Regions from separate parts of the Zea mays genome. Here regions 1 and 3 are each linked to region 2. The links are chromatin contacts, called in public Hi-C maps. All regions are on one chromosome and are shown on one strand. Each heading gives the region's core, a stretch centred on a gene start, on an enhancer-like site or on the middle of the called end of the contact. The rest is flanking DNA. Distances are from core to core; before and after follow the strand shown. Region 1 holds the start of LOC732776. Region 2 holds the start of LOC100383306 (ubiquitin carboxyl-terminal hydrolase 12). Region 3 holds the start of LOC100283468.

Region 1 (4,979 bases), core at 117-2,616, 360 kb before region 2:
AAATATGTTTACTTTGCAATCCTTGTAAATTAATGCTGCGCCTCTTATTATGAAGTATGAACATTTTCCTTCCATGTGATTTGATACAATGGTCGAAAATAAATGAACATGAATTGTACCTTTTCATTTTCTAAGTAGAATTCAGGCATCTATGGGGATCCAAAAAGCATTTTATGGAAAATAGATATGAAATGCAGAACTGAGAAAATTACAGTCCACAAGACAGAATGGTCTGGCTGTGTGATTGAACTACTAGAAAATTATTCTTATTATGTTTTTATACTATCACCATGCCTCTTAGGACAGTAAAAATGGTGGGTTTCACACATTCAGCCACAAAAAACAGAACTGTACTCTAGAAAACTTGTTGTTCAATCAACAGGCATATAACAAATTTAAATATATACCTTAAGTTCTTCTGGTGCAGGGTGCCACTCCGGTGGCCCATTATCTGTTAAAAGACCCATGGAGAGGGGCGAAGCACTGATAACCCCAACACCTTTGCTCTTCAAGTAGGGGAGCAGATCAACAAGGGAGGTGTCATTGATCCCGTAGTGACAATAAGATAGAATCACGTCCACCGAGCCTGGTGCTACACGGTCGAGGACATAAGGGTAGATGCTGAGAGGCAACCCGGTGATGCCAATGAACCGTGCCTTCCCATTCTCCTTGATCTTCTGGAGTGCGGGAATTGTCTCATTCACAATCTACAGCGAGAATGCGAGTCAGTGTGCCCAGATTCCAGGTTAAGCTCACTGCACGGGAGCCAGGCAATTCATCAAAGAGGTGGTGGGCAGGAGCCGTAATCGGGACCGGACCTGTTCGAGATGGGTGAACTCGATGTCATGAGCGTGGAGGATGTCGACGTAGTCCAGCCCCAGTCGGGCGAGGCTCTCGTCTATGCTGCGTGTCACACGGTTGGCGGAGAAGTCGAAACCCTCGTCTTTGTAGCGGCCGCACTTGGTGGCGACGACGACTCGGTCCCGCGGAACGGCCGCGTGGCGGAGGCAATCGCCGAGGACTGACTCCGATATCGTGCCACCGTAGTACCTGAGCGCGGGTGGGCAGTCAGACCACTGCCATCCGTCAGAGGAGGAGGAGAGGGGAGGGGACTAGGGGAGGGATCGAAAGGCGGTGAGGAGTTCCGTACGGTGAGGTATCGAAGAAGTTGATGCCGAGGTCGAGCGCGCGGCGGACGGCGGCGCGGGCGGTGTCGCGGGGCACGTCCCCGAAAACGTTGCCAAGCGGAGAGGCACCAAAGCCGACGGCGCTGACGCGGAGACCCGTACCGCCCAGCTCGCGGAGCTCCATGGCTCGTCACTGGTCGGTAGTCAGGCTCAGGCTTTCTGATGGGTGCGCGCCACGGATTGGAGGGGACTGGGTGCGCGAGCGCGACTGTGCGCCACCGATGGATATGTTTGGTTGCTTATGTTTAGGAGAAGCGGAATGAACAGACTGAAGGGGCTAAAGATGTTTGCTATTAAATACTCACTATATCTTAAAATAAAATTTATTTTATTATTTTAGTGAATTCATAATGCATTCTATATATGTATTTATATTCATCATCATCTGGATAAATATGGCAATAACTAATATACAAATAGCTATTAGGTGCAAACGTGTAAGTGAATATCTTGATCCGTTAAATCTAGATCCAACCGCGTGTCATATTTAGCACTTAAACCTTTCTAACATCACCTCGTGTAGTTTTAACAAAAAAGTCTTAATAAACCAAGATTACATCAGTAGTTGGATCTAGATCTACCTGACCAAAATAACTACTTGCACACTTGCACCTAATGGTTATTTGCATATTAGTCACTGTCAGATAAATATATACATAAAAATCAAGAGTTAAAATGAATACTATTTTGATATGGATGGAATATTAAATAGTAAGAGAATTTTAGCATTCAATTTCTTCTATTTCTCTGTCTTCCAAACAAGTCCTAAGTTTAGTCTCGATGTTTAAAACTTAATTACAAATTTTAAATATAGTCTAATTATAAAATTAATTACATAGATGAAGATGAAGACTAAATGGCAAAACGGAATTATTAAGCCTACACACTCTCAATACAAAATTTTACTTCATGATTTCATAGACTATCATGTCAATTAAATGTTGCATCTAAATGATAATACAAGTGTATAAAATGAATGGAGATGAAACAAATTGCTCGATGGTGGTTTCATATGTTTTTCGATGTCCTGAAAATAAGTTGATATTGTTTCAGGATCATGAAACTACTTCCATCCATTTCACAATTAATATGGTGTTATGTCATACAAAAATCTAATGTGGCACTCTAATTAATATATGAAACAACGACTGAGAATAGCATGATGCTACAAAAATATTTGCTAATCATAGATTAATTAGACTAAATAAATTTGTGTAATTAGTTTTATAATTAGACTATATTTAATACTCGTAATTGACATTCAACGTTTGATATGAACGGATTAAACTTTAATCAAGGAAACCAAACACCCTAGATTCATTAATAGATGCCAGAATACCACATAATCATTCTCCGTGATTGTGAACTAACTCGCGTTGTTTTTGCTGTCGGGGACCATAATTAGGGTTACCCCCAAGACTCCTAATCTCAGCTGGTAACCCCTATCAGCACAAAGCTGCAAAGGCCTGATGGGCGCGATTCAGGTCAAGGCTCCGTCCACTCAAGGGACATGATCTCGCCTCGCCCGAGCCCAGACTCGGGCAAAGATAGCCGACCCAGGAGGATTCACGTCTCGCCCGAGGGTCTCCTCAAGCAACGGGCGCACCTTCGACTCGCCCGAGGCCCAGCTCGGGCAGGCTTCGCGGAGAAGCAACCTTGGCCAGATCGCCACGCCAACCGACCGTATCGCAGGAGCATTCAATGCAAGGATCGCCTGACACCTTATCCTGACGCGCGCTCTTCAGTCGATAGAGCCGAAGTGACCGCAGTCACTTCGCCCCTCCACTGCTGACCTGACAGGAAAACAGCGCCGCCTGCGCTACTCCGACTGTTGTGCCACCCGTCAGGGTGAGGCTGACAGCCGCCAAGTCCGGCCTCAGGCGCCATAGGAAGCTTCGCCTCGCCCGACCCCAGGGCTCGGACTCCACCTCGACCTCGGAAGACGGTCTCCGCCTCGCCCGACCCCCGGGGCTCGGACTCAACCTCGACCTCGGACGACGGACTCCGCTTCGCCCGACCTCAGGGCTCGGACTCAACCTCGACTCCGGAAGACGGTCTCCGCCTCGCCCGACCCTAGGGCTCGGACTCAACCTCGACTCCGGAAGACGGTCTCCGCCTCGCCCGACCCCAGGGCTCGGACTCAACCTCGACCTCAGACAACGGTGTCCGCCTCGCCCGACCCCAGGGCTCGGACTCAACCTCGACCTCGGACGACGGACTCCGCCTCGCCCGACCCCAGGGCTCGGACTCAACCTCAACCTCGGACGACGGTCTCCGCCTCGCCCGACCCTAGGGCTCAGACTCCACCTCGACCTCGGAAGACGGTCTCCGCCTCGCCCGACCCCAGGGCTCAGACTCAACCTCGACCTCGGACGACGGTCTCCGCCTCGCCCGACCCTAGAGCTCGGACTCAGCCTCGACCTCGGAAGAATCACCGCCTCGCCCGACCTTAGGCTCGGACCGACCACGTCACAGGGGGGCCATCATTACCCTACCCCTAGCTAGCTCAGGCTACGGGGAACAAGACTGGCGTCCCATCTGGCTCGCCCCGGTAAAACAAGTAATGATGACACCCGCGTGCTCCATGACGACGGCGGTTCCCAGCCCCTTACGGAAGCAAGGAGACGTCAGCAAGGATCCGACAGTGTAAGACCCAAAATTTGTATAATTTTTTTTAAAAAAAAAACAAACAAAAATAGTTATTATAGTACATTGGGGAAATGAGAAAAAAAAATTAATTTGTAATTAAATCAACTATTGTTAGAAACAAATATGAGAAGGAGAATAACATAGTAATATTTAAAATGAGGTGGTTTATATTCACATTTGTATTTCAATTGATACATTTGGCAAATCTAAAAATTAAGACAAGAGTAAAAATTTGAGTTTGAATAATTGAATTTGGAAATCTGAAATTAAAATAGAAAATAAAATAAAAAAAAGAAAAACCCTGCTGGACTGGAAACCTCCTTTTCGGCCCATTTCCAAACCCACCGCGCGGCCCATTCTCCCTTCCTCACTGCCGCCGCGGACCCACTGGACAGTTTTTCCCCCCTCACGCGCGCTCTCGCCTTCTCACCGACACGCGGGTCCATCTCGTCGGACCCGTCTTCCTCGCGGCGGACCGTAACAATCGCCGCACGAATGCCGACCAAACTCGCCGCGGAATCCGCGATTCGACCCTCTAACCAACCGGCCGAGATCCCCGTTGCCTGCCTGCCTCTATTTAAGCACCGGTCGAGGCGTTGCCCTCACTCCAAGTCGACCGTGAGCTCCCATTGCCGCCGCGGTGACGGAACTCAGTTCGCCGCGAGCTAAGTGCCTTCCGCCGCCGATTCGCCCTCCGTTGAGCGTACGGGTTCGCCCCGTGATCCCTTGAAGCCGTTGCAAGAACCTCCCGGGCTTGTCTTCGTCCCTCGAACGCCGGATTGCTCATCGGAGCTGAGAATCCGCACCGCGCCGTGGACTGGGCACCTACGCGGCCGAATCCGTGGTAAGAACTACTCCGGTGAGTTCGCCATCCCCTAAGCACCGTGTAGCAGCTTTTAATTGAGCTCTGGGGCCACTGGAACGTTTGATTGAGTTTTCCCCGGCGAGCTTCGCCGTGAAGTCGGGCGGCGCCGCCGTCGCTGGCGGAGAGATTGGGGGGGGCGCAGACGCCGTTGGATCTTGATGAACGGCTCTGATTAGACCTCACGTACCGATTCGCCCCTGCTCATCTCAGCCGATGATCGGCGCGCGAACGGGTGAGATCGTGCTCTGGCGTTTATGTTTGTGGGGCGAATTTGGGCC
Region 2 (4,378 bases), core at 643-3,142:
TACCTTGTGCTTGAGTAAGGAGAGCGAGATCCATACCTTTCGCTTAAAAATGTGCTTTTTTAGAATCAAAGCACATGGCTTCAAAAACACAGATAAATGTGCTAAAGGTAAATGGTTGCTTTGGAATTGACATGGCACTAAAAAGGAAAAGTTTTAGTTGTACCTAACACCAAATAATATATATGAGATAACCACAACTGAAACTATAAGAAAGAAAAATTGCCACTAATTAAAGCATTCTATGTAGTATCATTTCAGACATTAAGGCTAGTACAACATTACATAAAACAGTGGAATTTAGCACAAAGTTTATACACGGGGAGAATAGATATTTTACATAATATGGTTCTGTCATGAAAAAACTTACTTGATTGTCTGTCCCAACAAACCCAGAAAATTGAGATATGTTTCCCTTTAAAAAATAATTCTGCAGAGAATCAACATAAATCTTTACTCTGAATTATCATAGCTGCAAAGGCGTTGTAGGCGACCGCGGGGAGGGGCACGACCTGTCTTGGGTGACAATACAACTTTCATCATCAGCTAAAGCAAGGTCCCCAGCGCAAAAACTATTTACAAAAATATCTGTCGTCCTCTGTCGGACAAGAGCGTCTCTCAGCGTAGTACCAAATTTTCCTCTACCGGGAAAAAGGCGAAGAAAGAAACTAACAGACAGACAGTCATTAAAAGCTCCGGCGACTATGCTCCCGCCTCCGTTGGCGATGAGCAGTTCAGGTCGAGATCGAACACGGTGGGCTTCCTCGCCGACACAGCGACCGATGGCGACGGCGACAGATCCACTACCGACGAACAGTCCGAGTCGCTCTACGCCACGGTGACCGTCGACGCCAGCTTGAGCACACGACACCCTGCTTCCGCGGTGGCTGCGGTCTGCCCGAAAAAATAGTACAGGTGCGTAACGGGGATGCTGCCAAAAGGGAAGCGTACGACGGCGGCGCCCGTGCCCGTTCCCGCGGCCGCCACGCGGTGGAACAGGTCCAGCTTGAGCGACGGCAGGAGCGGCATGGGCGCCTACGCATCACCGCCGCCGCTGACGGGGAGGGGGGGAGATGCCGTCTGGCAGTGGCATGCGCCGTCCCATCGGTGCCTGGCCCTGGCTTGCGCTCGCCTCGGCGTCGGTGCCGTGGGTTTCCACTGCGACCCTCCTCCATGTAGAGTGGAGGCATTGCCCCCGTCGCCGAGGTCGGTATCGTCGTCCTCCATGGTGAGGGGAGCGACGGCCGATTCGGCCGTTGGCTTGTGAGCGGGAGAGGAGGCGGAGGAAATGGGGAGGAGGGAGAACCTGCTGTAAATGAATAGTGGGAGAGGAGGCGAAGGAAACTGGGAGGGGGCACGGACTGCCAACATGCGGCCACTCATCGGAGACTGTATGGATGGGAGAGGCAGAACCATGGTGCACGCGGTCTACACTAAGATCTTATAGAGTAGTAAAAATTAGGGACAGAGGCGGAGGGCCCATTGTGGCTAAGTATAGCTTAAGCCATACCTAATTGAGAAAGACGATAATAATCACAAATCATATAATTCACAACTCGCACTTGCACTTTAAGTATTAAGAAGTCATTTAAGTATAATGATAGACAAATGCAATTGTCTAGATCTCCAAGACTTATCTAGGAAAATTATAAGTATAATATTGTATTATCTATTTTTTTACTGCGCACATGTTTCTTAACAATTTATTCTAATTTTAGACAATGTTCTACTTTTATATATGTTTGTGCATTTTTATTTTGCAATTTAATTGGTTTGTGTGCTAAATATTATACGAAGTAGAGCAATACCAAAAAAAATTTATCCGTCCTCCGCCACTGATTAGGGAGAAGATAGAGTTGAGAATCATAACAGAGAAGCCTGTTAAAACGAGTGTCATAATAGAAAAAAAAACTCCAAATCGTTCCCGACAGCACGCGACCGACCCGTGCTCCGCTTCACCATATCAGCAACTTCCCCTCGTCTGCCTCGGCCTCGGGCTCGCATCCGCCCTCGACCTCGGCCGTTCTTCCTCCTGTTCCCGCCGCCGTCCGCCGCCGCCGCTGCTTGGCGGCCGCCTCTCTCACACCCACCGCAGTGCGGGCGACGAGGACCCCATGACTATGATGACGCCGCCCCCTCTCGAGGTACGTGCTCTCATACAAAAGCTAGCTCGCCCCGATCTCCGCGGCCAGCCCCCCTCGCCGCCGCGCCGATGAGGGTGCTCGGGTGCGCGCCAAGGTTTACGCGCCGAGCTGGATCTGACTCCTCAGCCCGCGCTCTTCCCTCCTCGCAGCAGCAGCAGGGGGACGAGATGCTGGTGCCGCACCAGGAGCTCCCTGTCGCTGGCCCAGAACCTGCCCCACAGCCGATGGAAGGTGAGGACTTGAGCCTTCTCTCGCCCTCTGTGCTTGTGTTGGTGTGTTTATGTGTTTCAGTTCTCGTTGATGTCATCTCACACGTGGTGGTTGCTGTCGTGGTTGCTGCTGCTAGTTGTTGCGCAGACAGAACCCGCCAACACAGCGGAGACCCAGCCACCCGAGGACCCGCAGACGTCGCGCTTCACCTGGACAATTGAAAGCTTCAGTCGTCTTAACACTAAGAAGCACTACTCTGATGCGTTCGTCGTTGGAGGATACAAATGGTGACCTTTTGGATCCCTTGCCACTGTGACCGCTACTGGAAGCATGGGTAGATGTCTGGAGAGTTTTAATGGACGTGCTACTTTTTGCTTGCAGGCGTGTGCTAATTTTCCCCAAGGGGAACAATGTGGATCACTTATCGTTGTATTTGGATGTTGCGGATTCTGGGAGCCTCCCATATGGGTGGAGCCGGTATGCTCAGTTCAGCTTGGCTGTTGTGAATCAGGTCCACCCAAAGTATACAATTCGGAAAGGTATCTCTTTCTTCATTTAATGGTCTTATGCTTGTCTTGTGAATGCCATTCCATCATGGAAGTTTTAAGGGCTATAATTTACAAGTCTTCAACTGAGCTGGAACATGATGAGTCCATTGCAGCTATTTGATCATTGACACTTGTCAAACTTTTATCATGATAGCATGATGTTATATCTGGAATGAGGTGCACATTCTATTTGCCCATAATTACAACTAATATACAAAATCATAGACAAGGGTGAATCTCTTTCCCTATGTTATTCTGAATCAGGATATGTGTATGAAGCACATGCGTGGTACATAAAGTTTTTAAGTTCAATATAATGTTTATTTTAAGTTACTTTAATTTTTAAGGGGATTAATTCACTTCTAGTTTTTTTCATATTTACTTGATTTCTGTAGGATGTTCCTCAGCTGCGTGTCTTTTTCTTAACATTTTTGGCAAAGTGACAACTCAAACTAGCGTCTCAACTCTCATGTGTGCTTGTCATCTTTACTGCATTTGTTATCTTTGAAAAAAAGATTTCTTTGCAAATAGCTGCATTAATATTTTTGAATGTGCCTTTTGTTAGGATGTATGTAGATCATCAATCACATACAGAGTTGATTATTGTTATAGTGCCATTTGTTATAGTGCATGGTATATATATATATATATATATATATATATATATATATATATATATATATATATATATATATATATATATATATATATATATATATATATATATATATATATATATATATATATATATATATATATATATAATGCAATTTGAAACTTGCAAAGATGTATGGATAGGGAATACCGGACCCACATTGCTGCCTCATGAACAATCATTTTTCAAAACTGTGGATTGCAGTTGTGTTTATTTAGATTTCCCAAAAACTCCTAAAAGTTTGTTTCTTACTTTGAACTTTGCTGCTCAGTTACTGAGACAGTTGCTTGAAGCTCCAACCTCCGGTTCAGTTGCTAATAATCTAGCAAGTGATGTATAAATACTATAATTATTTTCCGACAAGGGTTTGATTGCCAACCTTTTTTTCATAAATTTCTTCAATCAGGCATTTTTATGTGTTATTATAATACCTTTACTTTTTTTAGTTACATCGAGTTTCTCACTATTTCTAGAACATTTCTTTTGGTTGAATCTATATGTTGGTCCCATGTTTGGCAGATACCCAGCACCAATTTAATGCACGCGAGAGCGACTGGGGTTTCACATCGTTTATGCCTTTGAGTGACCTATATGACCCAAACAGGGGTTATCTTGTGAATGACACTGTTGTTATCGAAGCTGAGGTTGCTGTCCGCAGAATGGTTGATTATTGGACTTATGACTCGAAAAAAGAAACAGGTTTTGTAGGTCTTAAGAATCAAGGTGCTACCTGTTATATGAACTCTCTCCTTCAAACGTTATACCACACACCATATTTTAGAAAGGTGAGATCATTCGTTGTTCTGTTCTACATGTTTCTCTAA
Region 3 (5,020 bases), core at 1,741-4,240, 270 kb after region 2:
TAGGCATGAGCTAAATATTCTTGATTGTAGGAATTTCTTTTGATGTTTTACACACATAGCTCTTTAATATACCTTTGATCATATCTCTTTCAGGTGCTATGACTAATGTGTTTTCAAGTGTATTTCAAACCAAGTCATAGATTGAAAGGGAATAGGAGTCTTCGGCGAAGACAAAGGCTTCCACTCCACTCCATTGTATTTTCTCATCCTTCGCCGTCACTCCGTGCCACTCTCCAACTTTGGTATCATCTTCACTCATATTTTGTTCGCCAAAGGGGGAGAAAATAGTTAGAAGGGCTTATACTTCACTCAAGTATCCATTTTTGGCGATTCATGCCAAAGGGGAGAAAGTATTAGCCCAAAGCAAAAGGACCACACCACCATCAATTTTCTAAAAATTTGAGTTAAGAAAAGTTTTTTGGTGATTTCCCATGATGTGTTTCCAATTGATATCTTATTTTTGATAGAATTTAAAATTGGTACAACCCTTTCAAAACTAATATCTAAAACCCTCTTGAACACTAAGAGGAGAATTTTATTAAGGGGGAGTTTTGTTTAGTCAAAGGAAAAGCATTTGAAACAGGGGGAGAAAATTTCAAATCTTGAAAATGCTTCTAAACTTATTCATTTACCTTTGACTATTTGCAAAAGGACTTTGAAAAGAATTTACAAGAGAATTTGCAAAAAACAAAACATGTGGTGCAAGCGTGGTCCAAAATGTTAAAAATATAAAGAAACAATCCATGCATATCTTATGAGAATTTATTGGTTCAAATTCTCAGTAACCTTTTGCACTTACATTATGCAAACTAGTTCAATTATGCACTTGTATATTTGCTTTGGTTTGTGTTGGCATCAATCACCAAAAAGGGGGAGATTGAAAGGGAAATAGGCTTACACCTTTTCCTAAATTGATTTTGGTGGTTGAATTGCCCAACACAAATAATTGGACTAACTAGTTTGCTCTAGTCTATAAGTGTTACAGGTGCCAAAGGTTCACAACAAGCCAATAAAAAGACCAAAGATGGGTTCAAATAAAGAGAGCTAAAGACATCCCAAAGGCACCCTGGTCTGGCGCACCGGACTGTCCGGTGTGCTACCGGACAGTGTCCAGTGCACCACCGGACAGTGTCCGGTGCACCAGGGAACCTGAAGCTGAACTCGCTACCTTCGGGAAAATGGGAGGCCGATCCGCTATAATTCACCGGACTGTCCGGTGAAGCACCGGACAGTGTTCGGTGTGCCAGCGGAGCAACGGTTACTTCGCGCCAACGGTCGACTGCAACCACATTAAATGCGCTACAGTGCGCGCCAGAGTCAGAGCACGCGCAGAAGGGGCACCGGACAGTCTACAGGACCTGTCCGGTGCACCACCGGACAGCCCAGAGGCCCCACCAGTCAGATCTCCAACGGTCAGAACCCAACGGCCGGCTGACGTGGCTGGCGCACTAGACAGTGTCCGGTGGCGCACCGGACTGTCCGGTGCGCCATGCGACAGACAGCCTTCCAACGGCCACTTTTGGTGGTTGGGGCTATAAATACCCCAACCACCCCACCATTCATTGCATCCAAGTTTTCCACCTCCAACACATTACAAGAGCTATAGCATTCAATTCTAGACACAACCAAAGAGATCAAATCCTCTCCCAAGTCCGGAATCACTCCAAATCAAATAGTGACTAGAGAGAGCGACATTTGTGTTCATTTGAGCTCTTGCACTTGGATTGCTTCTTTTCTTTCTCATTCTTCTTGTGATCAACTCAATTGTAACCGAGACAAGAGACACCAATTGTGTGGTGGTCCTTGCGGGGACTTTATGTCCCGTTTGATTGAGAAGAGAAGCTCACTCGGTCTAAGTGACCGTTTGAGAGAGGAAAAGGGATGAAAGAGACCCGGTCTTTGTGACCACCTGAACGGGGAGTAGGTTTGCAAGAATCGAACCTCGGTAAAACAAATCCTTGTGTCTCACTCTTTATTTACTTGCGATTTGTTTTTGCCCTCTCTCTCGGACTCGTTCATATTTCTAACGCTAACTCGGCTTGTAGTTGTGCTTAAGTTTATAAATTTTAGATTCGCCATATTCACCCCCATCTAGGCGACTTTCAACAATTATATACCCGTGGGTCTATTAATGGGAGAGAAAGAGGACCCAATGGGTAGAACAGGTACGCACTCATTAAACCCGTACCCGTGTACCCATGGGTATAATATACCTGGAATATAGCCAACAAATTCTCTAAATTTTTAGCCTAGCTCAATGATTTGTCTTGGGCTCCTCGGTACAACTACATGCTACATAGGCCTTGGGACATATGATAGCAGTAGGCAGACAACCAACCAAAACAATATAGCATGTCCAAGGCTCCAAACTTCTGTGATGTGACTCTTCGTTAATTCGCCAAGCGACCAAGTCGCGCGTAGGCACGTGGCACGCTCGCACCTGGAAGATGGAAGACAGAAGGCCGGATATTACCACTTGACACTCATCATTCGCGCTAAATTAAGTTGGGCAGACATGCGCAACTCTACCACTCTAGACAAGTACGGGTACCTGTCGGGTATAGAATAACCGACATGTTGAGATATGTGTGTGAAATCGTACCCGTGCACGGTTGCAGGTTTTAGAGTGGAGAGTTTTTAATTGATGGGATCGGATCTGGGATAGCAAACCTTCATTGTTGCCATCTCTTGGGTTTCGGATCATCGTATGTTTTTTTTTTAAAAAAACTTATGTGCCCATAAATTATGGCGGGCCAGCCCCTTGATGACCAGGGCACCACTCGGTTTGGCCCTTTTTCGTTTTCGTGTGTTCGCCGGGAACGCACGGCGCCGCGAACCCGTCTAGGAGCGCCTCAACGGTCCGGGGCCACATCCGTCGTTCGTCGATGCCTACCATTCCTGCTGCTCCAGAGAGACAGTTTGGCTCGGCCTCGCTTTTCCTCCACTATAAAAATCCGGTCGCGACGGAGCAAAAAATGGACCCCAGCGTAGCGGAGCCGGCAGCCAAGCAGAAAAATACGAGTATCGCACGCGCAAGGCGATTCCGTCCCCATTCTCCACCCAATAGGGAGCTAGAGCTACGAGACGGGGAAAGGGGGGACGGGAATAGGCGTCGTCGGCCATGTCGTCGTCGTGGAACTCGGTGGGTCTGGCGATCCTGTACCAGGTGCTGGGCTGGGTCGCCTTCGCCGCGTGGTCCTTCAGCTTCTACCCGCAGGTCCTCCTCAACTACAAGCGCAAGAGGTCGGCACGATTCTTGCTCCGCCACTCATTTCTTGCGAACCATTTCCTCCGAGCGGGGATTCACTTTCCGCGCCCGTGCCTTGATTTGGGGCCTCGAGGGGGGATCCACCTTTATTTAATTACTCATGCTTGTGAGGCTCGAATGCTCGATTCGTTCAGCTGTTTGATTCTCTGGTTCGTCTCGTTGCTCTGCAAGCTCGGGACAGTAGGTGACAATTTGTACGGGTTGTATTGAATGACTCTCTCGGTAGAAATTTCAAAACGCAAGGAGAAGCAGGTGATCGTTTCTCCGTTAGCTCTGTAGTGATTTACCTGGAATTCTATCAGTCTCATTCCACCTGCCGTAGGATGTGATCACGAGTAGATTGTGGAGGTGCGTGTGGATTTGTGGAAAAATGTAGAAGGGCATGTCAAAGGATACTGGGTAGTACAAAGTAATTCGTTTGTGGATTGCGAAGTAATTCCTTACCAGGCTAGTAGCAGCTGTTTGCCATGCCCAAGCAGAAATAGCTTTAGGGTCTGAGCAAATATGGACACATCAAACACATGAAAATTGTGTTGTGGGGAGATAAATTAATGTGATATAGTACTGTTGATAGCTGATAGGATCTAGAATCCTACAGTGGCTGCGTAAGTTGTATGGATAGGAGATCTATGGTCGGGACGTGTACACCGGACGGTGCACAGTGCACAAGGAGTAGACGGGCGATAGACACATGGGAGATGGCCCTTGAGGCCAAGCAATATAGTTATCTTGCTTACTTTAAAATAGTTACATTGCCTTTATATTTATAGTCCCCAGAGGGCTTAGCTCCCAAGCAAACTAGAGGAGGAATACTTACAGATTTGGACTCTCCTTTCCTAATAAACCAATCCTATTTTTTAAACCAACTTAAACTTAGCTCCTAAGCAATCTCTATTTTAACTGGAAGACTTGCGGCATCGGGACTGGCATGGTGGCCATGACGCGACGCTCGTAGGTTTGTGCCAGGTGCATGGCCATCTGTAGGTCTTGGTTTCTTGGAGCTTGATGTCGACCTGAATGTGCTTCGGAAGACCCCCAACTAAGAGGTTGACCTTTTGGACTGGCAGAAGATTCGACATGTAGCACACCTATAGGTGACAATAGGCTCTAAATTTTACACTATAAGATTTAAAGATTAGATTGGATTAGGATCGAACCCTATTTCTATTTATTTTTGAACTAAAATTTATTTAGGGCCCTGTCGTTTTGTGAAGAAGCATTTGGATCATGATCCATTACCACCCCTAGCCCCTAGGCACACTAGCACGTTGAAGCGCTCGTGGTAGTCCTGGACCGTGGCATGGAAGGGAGCCTCGCTAGTTTGACGAGACGATTGGTGTGGATGGCTAGGCCAAATCACAGACGCCAAAGATCCTTGAATCACTCCCACGATGGCAATGCCCTCATCTTGCTCCAAGGCATAGTACCGTGTCTGGACCACGCTCACGAGGTGGTAGGAAGCGAGGCAGACTTAATTTGAGGCAAATGTACGCTCCCACTAAAGAACTGCTCGTAATGGTTGAGTAAGTTTAGGGGGTCCTTGTCGTCGTAGGTGGAGAAGTCGAGCTTGCTGAAGTGAGGAACGCCTGAATCGATGGACACATGAGCAGTGTCTACCGTGGAGGGCGCCCGTGCAGATGAGAAAGGTGACCCCTGTGGAAACGTTGGTAGAGCGGGGATGGCAGGGAGGGAAAGTTGATCTGGTGGATGAGAAGGGGGACAAACGAGGCAGCTGTGGCTATTGTGGTGTGT

Evidence for each region. Hi-C and Micro-C count contacts between places; a contact is called where the count stands out from the background.
Region 1: a contact with region 2 is called in a Hi-C map of tassel, with 2.1 times the contacts expected there. The contact joins the promoter of LOC732776 here to the promoter of LOC100383306 in region 2. A contact is called at or near these places in 2 of 25 Hi-C or Micro-C datasets (tassel and an unstated tissue).
Region 3: a Hi-C map of leaf shows a contact between it and region 2, with 3 times the contacts expected there. The contact joins the promoter of LOC100283468 here to the promoter of LOC100383306 in region 2. A contact is called at or near these places in 5 of 25 Hi-C or Micro-C datasets (endosperm, leaf and leaf mesophyll).

What each region holds. Positions count from the first base shown.
Region 1 is chr10:13,491,043-13,496,021 of Zm-B73-REFERENCE-NAM-5.0, reverse strand. LOC732776 reads right to left here and starts at 1,366. Exons shown (of 5, transcript NM_001371651.1): 1 at 1,151-1,366; 2 at 819-1,050; 3 at 408-707. The coding sequence starts at 1,311.
Region 2 is chr10:13,130,663-13,135,040 of Zm-B73-REFERENCE-NAM-5.0, reverse strand. LOC100383306 (ubiquitin carboxyl-terminal hydrolase 12) reads left to right here and starts at 1,892. Exons shown (of 31, transcript XM_020545177.2): 1 at 1,892-2,141; 2 at 2,291-2,372; 3 at 2,488-2,638; 4 at 2,733-2,890; 5 at 4,074-4,339. The coding sequence starts at 2,112. It also overlaps the pseudogene LOC118473509.
Region 3 is chr10:12,865,297-12,870,316 of Zm-B73-REFERENCE-NAM-5.0, reverse strand. It overlaps LOC100283468, which reads left to right and starts at 2,990. Exons shown (of 8, transcript NM_001369665.1): 1 at 2,990-3,243. The coding sequence starts at 3,122.